2 separate regions of the Pan troglodytes genome follow, and region 2 is linked to region 1. The links are chromatin contacts, called in public Hi-C maps. All regions are on one chromosome and are shown on one strand. The core of a region is the stretch at or near the end of the contact, and the rest is flanking DNA. Distances in the headings are between cores, read along the strand shown.

Region 1 (3,937 bases), core at 746-3,245:
TTTGTCCTAGAGGTGGGGTGAGGGAGTCACTGGGGAAGTTACCCATTCTTGTATGAGTCTGAAAAAGCTAAGGAGAATGGATTTCAGAAAGGAAAAGCAGGTGACCAAGGGAAGACAGTTTGACATTGTGGGTGTTCTTTGCACTGGTTGGATCTCTTGACAGTTTTGGGGAAGCTTTGGTTCATCTCAGGGAGTACCCACAACATAGTGTGCAGCCTTGAAGGGAACAAAGAAACTATACAAAGACACTACTCTTATCCTTTCGCAGCCTTTATAATGCTGCACCTGTAAGAGCTCTTAGGCTTTTGGGGAAAATGGGAATAACCATCTCAATATTTCAATGATGCTTTGGAATTTCCGAAGCATTTTCACAAAAGACACATCCCCATTGTATGGGTGAACAGTTGACTACCCCAAGGGCAGTCATAATAAGTACAATTGTATCTGCCTCATAAGACCTGACAACAAACTCCTAAACCAGGCTATCCCAACCACCATTCATTGGGCTGGTAAGAACCAGCTACCATGTTAAGTGCTTTACATAAAGTGTTATTGAAATATGACAACCACCCAGTAAGAGAAATATGGTAAGTCCCACTGTATAATCAGGGAAGGACAAATAGATTGAATAACTTTCCCCAAAAGACACAGATATGAAGTGGGAGAGCTAGGATTGGAAACCTGATCATTTGAATCCAGTGCCCATGTTTCTAACCACAGCGCTCTCCTGCTTGTTATTATATTCCCATTAATTTCACGTGAGGAAACTCGACTCAGGACAAGCGAATTGTTTGAGGTCCCAGCTGGTAAAGAAGTAGAGCTGGCAGGTCTCTCTTCCCAGCTATTTGGTGCCCTGGCATCGCGGGCTGAGCCAGTAGAGTAAGCTACTGAGCAACAGAGCAAATGTATGGGGCTTTCCCATGCCACTAATATCGAGGAGACAGTGGGCTGGGGACACCCTATCTTCTATCCCTTACCCCTCCCTCTAAAAGACTTCTGGCTCCCCCGCAAAGCCTTAGTGAGTCAGGCCCGGAGCGATGGGTGTGGTGCTGCCCAGTATTTCCTTCCTTTGCCTGAGGCTGTGCCAAAAGAGCAGGCTGCTAGAAGAGAAGGAGCCTCGACCTAGAGAGCAGCCCAGAGTCCACCAGGTGGCCGGAGATTTGGGCCAATTAAGTAGGGGGTTGGAGGTAGTAGTAGGAAGACCTGAGGTCAGTCTTGCCCTGGCAATTCGTGCCAGCAAGTGAAGACCCAACACTTGCATGAGGAAGGGATCCAACGAGGAGCTCATTAATGGGAAATATTCAGGAGCGCGGCCGAAGGGTTTGCGCCATTGTTGGTGAGTTGTTAGGACTTGGAAGAAAACTGACTTCAGTAAGCCTCCATTTCCACCCCTCGATGTGAGGAAATAAGATCAGGGCTGAGAAACAGTGATGACTAATAATACCTTAAGCTTGCACAGCATACTTTACAGTTTACAAAACACTCTTATTTGATCCTCACAACAGCCAAGAGGCGACAAGGTGGCTATTACTAATTATCCCTAGTTTCCAGACCTGGAAAACTCCGGCTCAGAACTTGGGTGACACGGGTAGGTTACCCCGCCTTTAAGTGACCAAGCCGAGACTTACTGTGCCGCTCTCCCCCTTGGAAGCCTAGTGATGTGCCTAGGTAATGAGCAGGTAAAGTCGCTGACGCTGGGCAGCAGCTAGACGGCGCTGAGGCTCCAGTAAGGGATTTGGCATTAGGACCCAGCAGAAGCCTGGCCGCCCGCCGCGGAAAAGACTATTGGATTTGCTCTGCCGGCCACACCTCCTCCTGCCCCGCCTACCTGTCCGTCTTCGCACAGCGCAGCCAATTGGTGGCCTCCACATCCTTATACGTCATTATTCTACGCCCAGGTGGCTCTAGGACACCCTGTGGTGCTCTGGGTCGCAGTTGTCCTCAGAGTTGCCTGATTGGAAAAATCTCCAGGGCGAGGGATCAGTCTCGAGGCTGCCGGTTCCCCTGGCCCTCAGGGATGGAGCCAAGGTCCCAGGGCGGGTTTTCTTTCCTAGGAAGTGGTTGCTGGGTTCTGAGGAGTTTCCCCCTTGGCAGCCCTGAGCCGGCAGTTCTGGTAGTGACTGCTGGGCCCTGCTGGACAGCGGTCGCATGCAGCTCCTATGAGGCCCCTGCCGCCGGTCGGCGATGTCCGGCTGGAGCTGTCGCCTCCGCCGCCGCTGCTGCCGGTGCCGGTTGTGAGCGGGTCTCCAGTCGGCTCCTCTGGGCGTCTCATGGCCTCTAGCAGCTCCCTGGTGCCCGACCGGCTGCGCCTGCCGCTCTGCTTCCTGGGTGTCTTTGTCTGCTATTTTTACTATGGGATCCTGCAGGAAAAGATGTGAGCGACCCCGGGGGCGGGCCGACATTCTCTCCCCAGCCTGTGACAGGGATCCCGGGCCTTCTGCCTCTGGACCCGGGCTTTCCTCTTGTCCTCCTGCCCGGCTGTCGCCCTCTTAGCACCCCACTACTTTTGCAGCTATGGCTGAGCCAACCCAGAATTCCAGAACTCCAGGATTATTTTCTGGATTCTTCGGACTTGGTTATTTTCTTTTCTTAGCTGTTTTTCCCCGCTTGGTTCTAAGGGCCTGCGTTTTACAGGCTGAGACTTCTATCCCTCAAACAGGACCCGAGTCGGCCCCCTTTTGGTACTCCCAGATGCTTGCAAACAACCTATTCGTCCTCGGCCTTGGTGCCATAGCCGAAATACCGTCTCCTCCTGCCTGGGGTACCTGATTTCACTATCTCGTTCTGCATGTTTCCTCTCCGTCTTTTTCGGGTATTCTTTTCTTAGGCTTTGGAATCAGTAGGCTGGGATGTCTAGTTTCTAGATCCAGTAAAATCAGCCCCTTTTGCAAATGAGCCTAGTGGTCCTTAACAAACTCTGCCTACATCCAGAGAGGCAAGATAATTTTAAAGTTTTCAGTGGCTCGGGATATATTAGATGACAGTGAGTGAAATACACTAATTTCTCCCTCTTTTCTCATGCATTTCATTTCTAGAACAAGAGGAAAGTATGGGGAAGGAGCCAAGCAGGAGACGTTCACCTTTGCCTTAACTTTGGTCTTCATTCAATGTGTGATTAATGCTGTGTTTGCCAAGATCTGTGAGTACCTAGATAGTAATTTGTTGGGTACCCCACCACCCCAAGTTCCCTCAGTATGCTGGGCATTAAGCATTGATTCAACCTTAAAGGCTAACTCATGATCTCCACCCCATTTTGTACTTACACAGCCTCTCTGTGAAGTCTGTAAAACTAATGACTTTGAAGTGGAGTAAAATATTATTTCCCCAATTTTTATCAGCTTCTGAGTTAGAAATGTTCAGAGAATGGGTCTTCTATATTCCAAATCCCCATTGAAAATACTTAAAACATTTTTTTCTTTCCCTTTGAGTTTCTTTTGTGTGTCAGCTTCAAGCATGCTTTGAGCATTCTCTCTTTGTTCCCTAGGGACTAGCAGCAGGGCTGACTGGTCCCTTGAACTGAATGAGGCCCCCACCTCCACCCTGCATGTGGTCTTTTGTTGGGCTTAGGTAGAATTGGAAAGATGAATAATTTTCAGAGATTTCCCAGTGTAACAGGACAGAAATAGCTTGTGTCTTATTTGACAGACAAGTTCCTTTCATGTGGCTTCAGCTTTGCTTAGTGGTCCATCCTAGCCCCACCAGGTTTCTCTTGTTTTTTTTTTTTTTCTTTTCTTTTCTTTTCTTTTTTTTTTTTTTTTTTTGTCTTCTCCCAGTGATCCAGTTTTTTGACACTGCCAGGGTGGATCGTACCCGGAGCTGGCTCTATGCTGCCTGTTCTATCTCCTATCTGGGTGCCATGGTCTCCAGCAATTCAGCACTACAGTTTGTCAACTACCCAACTCAGGTGAAACCTCAGGGTGGGATGACGGTTGGCTCA
Region 2 (4,102 bases), core at 873-3,372, 290 kb before region 1:
GGCAGCTGCAGTTAGCGAAAACAGAGGGCACAGTCTGCGGGGCGGGGCGGGGCAGGGGGAGCTCCAAAGCAGGCCCTGAACGCCTCCCCCGCTCCCATCCTGGGAGGGAGCCGGCCCGCCCAGTGCCCTTCCTGCCCCCAACGCCGCAGGCTCTCTTGGCGCCCTCTTGGCAGCAGAACAGAGGGCACCCGGAGCGGGTGGCAACTCGCCCCGCCACGGGCTCGGAGCGGCGGGCGCTGGGCGCTGGGGGGACGCGGAGATAGACAGACAGATAGCGCTCCCCTCGCCCGCCCCCGCCCCCGCCCCCACCTTTCCCACGCGGCGGCCTCCGGGAGTGGCCCAGACCAAGCGGGCACTCACCCCTGCCCCTCGGTCCGCGGACCGTGCCCTCTGTTTCTGCCAACTGCAGCTCTCAAAGCCCTTTGGACTGCCGGAAGCCTGCTCCGCGAGTCTGACTTTGGAAAGGGGCATACAGCCCCCTGTACACTGCTCTGCCAGGCAGGGTCTTCGGAGGAAACCCCTCCCCGGGGCTTGGCCGGGCGCCGGGCTCGGGGAGCTGCAGAGCTCGAAGGAACCACGAGGTGGCGCGCTAGCACTGCGTTCGCCCAGCGAGGCAGGGCGAGTGGACGTGGGGTCGACGGAGCGAGCCGGGCAGGCTGGGAACTGAGATTTGGATTCTCTACCCCAGAGAAAGGCGAAGGGCAAAATGGGGTGTGGGAGGCAGGGATGAGCTAGACGTTGGGAACAGCTAGCATGACCTAGGGGGCCCAGCTTGGTGGGCTAGACAGGACTAAAAGCTGGGGGTCCCCACAGAGGGGAGCCATTCTTCAGGGCTTTTCTGGTGCAGGAGGAATTCAGTGGAGCAGTACAGCTCCCAGCTACTGGAGATGAGGAAGGTACTAAGAGGTCTAGACACATCTGCCTACAACCACATATTCACACGCGGATGGCCCTCCACTCACGCTGCCTGCACCCCACCCCCGACACACTCCTGCATGCATGTACCTCTGTGGATACTGTGGAACACATGAAATCCTCACATCACACACCCCAAATACACTCGTCCCATGCACCCAATCCCCAAAAGTGTCCCAATTCCCCAGTGCTGTCCCATGATACACAAAATCTGCCCTCAGACTTACTGAAGCACACAGTCACAGAGCCAGCCTGTGTCCACCCAACCTCGTGGGGACCCCAGGTCCCTTGCTACCTTCAGCAAGACTGGACCATCTGTGAAACTGCACACACATAGCTTTGGAGATAGTTCTGGTATCACCGGACAGGCTGTACATCCCCAACAACCTCTAAATCCACACAGGCCTGCTTCCCCTTCTCCAATGGGATCCTCCTAGTGCTAAATTATGTCTTTCATAGGCTCAAGACATTCTTGCCCGGTGGGCACCTTCCTAAATAAAAAGAAAATTTTTTAAATTACGTTTTTGTAATTATGTAATACAAGGATATAATAGCAATGACTGCATTGCTATTAAGATAATATATTAATATCATATATTCAAACATTCTCTTTCACCTAAAAGGTGTTTTCCTTTTCTTCTGATTTTAAGAGAAACCATTTTCAGGGGCTGTGAGTCCTCACCACTTTGGGTACATTTGTGTGCCTGTCATTTGCACAGTGCGTGCACACGTGTGCACACACACACAACCATACCCCACCTTAGACCATCTCTTTCCACAAACACACAATGGGCAAACTCCCCTCCTTGCCCACCTCACCTAAGCCCATCTCTCATCCCCCAGCCAGAGAAACAGACTGACAGATCCTGGGGGCTCCACAGAGCAACCCTTCCCCTCCACCTCCACGCCCCTCCTTCAGAGAACTTATCTGGGCTGGAGCTACAAGAGTAGCGAGGGTGTGTGTGTGTGTGTGTGTGTGTGTGTGTGTGTGTGTGTTTTGAGTAACAACAAAGACTGGGGGAAAAAGAATTGAGAGGAGGGAGGAGAGAAGGAAAAGGGAGAGAGAGAGAGAGAGGAGAGCATAGGAGCGAGAGAGCAAAAGCGTGTTTTGCCTGGAAGGCAAGACTTGCAGCCAATCAGCGCGTAGGAGCCTCCCTCGGCGACTCCACTATTGAGTCTATAACCGGCTGGCCGGGCGGAGCTGGCAGCATTTGATTGTGGCTTGGGACGCGAGGAGAGGCGCGCAGCGACCGCCTGACGGCAGGCAATGGTGTAAGCGCCTCTCGGCCTCCCCCTCCCCCCAGACGCGGCCGGGTCCTCCCCTCGCCTTCTGGACACACACCCCTGCCTCGTCTCTTCCGCCTCTCTTGCACTCCGGTCCGTTCCTGTCCTCTGCGGAGGCCAGCCCTGGGGAGGTGCAGCGCCCGCCAGGATGAGTGGCTCCTTCGATCGCAAGCTCAGCAGCATCCTCACCGACATCTCCAGCTCCCTTAGCTGCCATGCGGGCTCCAAGGACTCGCCTACCCTGCCCGAGTCTTCTGTCACTGACCTGGGCTACTACAGCGCTCCCCAGCACGATTACTACTCGGGCCAGCCCTATGGCCAGACGGTGAACCCCTACACCTACCACCACCAATTCAATCTCAATGGGCTTGCAGGCACGGGCGCTTACTCGCCCAAGTCGGAATATACCTACGGAGCCTCCTACCGGCAATACGGGGCGTATCGGGAGCAGCCGCTGCCAGCCCAGGACCCAGGTGAGGGCCACGGGGTCGCGAGGACAGTGGGAGACACTGGAAGGTTCCCGAGGGAGGAAAAGGCATGGACTGGAAGCCAAAATCTAGGGAAACTTCTAAGAAAAGTACTGTCTGGAGTTAGAGAAGTTGGCCTAGATGACCCTCAGAGGGACCAGGCGACCTTCCAGCCCCGGGTGTGCAAGCATTTGGGGCGCGATGTGCGCAGTGCGCCGCGGTCCCGGATGAGGATCGGGGTGAGCTGAGAGAGGAAGGGGAAGGCTGTGGGTTGTCAGGAAACCTCCGAATCGAGGTGATTTCGTGGGCATTTCAGCAGGCGATCCTCGATCAAGTCGCAGAGGGCTTGGGGGTAGGCGGCAGGGGCTGGAAACTCTAGGGGCCCTCCTTTGCATAAGGGATGGGGAGACTAGGAGTCGTGAGGGGGCAATGAGAAGGACCCACGGAAGTTGCGGGAAAGCTGAGGGAAGCAGCCACCGAGAGGCAGAGAAGCTGAAAAAGGGAAAAGTGAAGGCAGCAAGAGGGAAGTATGGAAAGACAGTGAGAGAAAGGGCAGAAGAAACAAGAAAGGAAGGAGAGAAGGAAGGGGGGAAGAAGGGGGACAGGGAAAGAAAGAAAGTCTGCACTATCCTTGCAACTTTTCTGAAAATCTAAAGAGATTCTAAAATGAAACTTTTTTAAAGGGCGGGGGGCGGACGGGAAGGAGCGAGAGAAACAACCGACGGCGAGATGGGACTGGGAAGGGGGCGGCTAGCAGCCGGGCGGCGAGGAGCCCCGAGGCTGGGAGGCGAGCCGGGAAGGCGTCGTGAGCGAAGCCGAGGCGGTCCTGGCGCAGGCGGCGGCTGGCGCCGGGGACAGTGCTGCGGCGGCCGGGCGCGGAGCTGGGAGCGCCGCGTTGTGGGCCGCGGCCAGTTCTGGCTCTGGGGCCGCGGCTCCCCCCTGGGCCGCGGGCAGCGGAGCGCGCGGCCGGGAATCCCGCGGCGAGTCGGTGGGCGGAAGCGAGGGGCGTCCGGCGGGGCCCTGGAGGGTCGCAGGAGTCGCAGGCCGAGGCTGAACCGCCCCCTCTTCCGCCCGGTGCGTTCCCCGCAGTGTCGGTGAAGGAGGAGCCGGAAGCAGAGGTGCGCATGGTGAATGGGAAGCCCAAGAAGGTCCGAAAGCCGCGTACGATCTACTCCAGCTACCAGCTGGCCGCCCTGCAGCGCCGCTTCCAGAAGGCCCAGTACCTGGCGCTGCCCGAGCGCGCCGAGCTGGCCGCGCAGCTGGGCCTCACGCAGACACAGGTTGGTGTTTGGCTGTCCAGGGCCGCGGGGGCGCGCGGGACCCCGTAGTTCCCCGGGCGCTGCCGAGCCTGGCTGGCCACTGAAGGGCCCTGCGGGCTCCTGGAACTCTTGCCTTTGGGATGGGGGCCTGCGAGGTTCAACTTCGGTGGGAAGGTT

The links. A called contact is a pair of places that touch in the nucleus more often than the background predicts.
Region 2: a Hi-C map of induced pluripotent stem cells shows a contact between it and region 1, with 2.8 times the contacts expected there. The contact joins the promoter of DLX3 here to the promoter of SLC35B1 in region 1. A contact is called at or near these places in 3 of 7 Hi-C or Micro-C datasets (induced pluripotent stem cells and stem cell-derived neural progenitor cells), 1 of 1 datasets of contacts at active chromatin or transcription factors (stem cell-derived excitatory neurons) and 1 of 1 other capture datasets (stem cell-derived neural stem cells).

What each region holds. Positions count from the first base shown.
Region 1 is chr19:62,844,138-62,848,074 of NHGRI_mPanTro3-v2.0_pri, reverse strand. SLC35B1 (solute carrier family 35 member B1) reads left to right here and starts at 1,995. Exons shown (of 9, transcript XM_001156965.7): 1 at 1,995-2,374; 2 at 3,036-3,139; 3 at 3,774-3,904. The coding sequence starts at 2,160.
Region 2 is chr19:63,130,731-63,134,832 of NHGRI_mPanTro3-v2.0_pri, reverse strand. DLX3 (distal-less homeobox 3) reads left to right here and starts at 2,122. Exons shown (of 3, transcript XM_511871.5): 1 at 2,122-2,672; 2 at 3,756-3,946. The coding sequence starts at 2,348.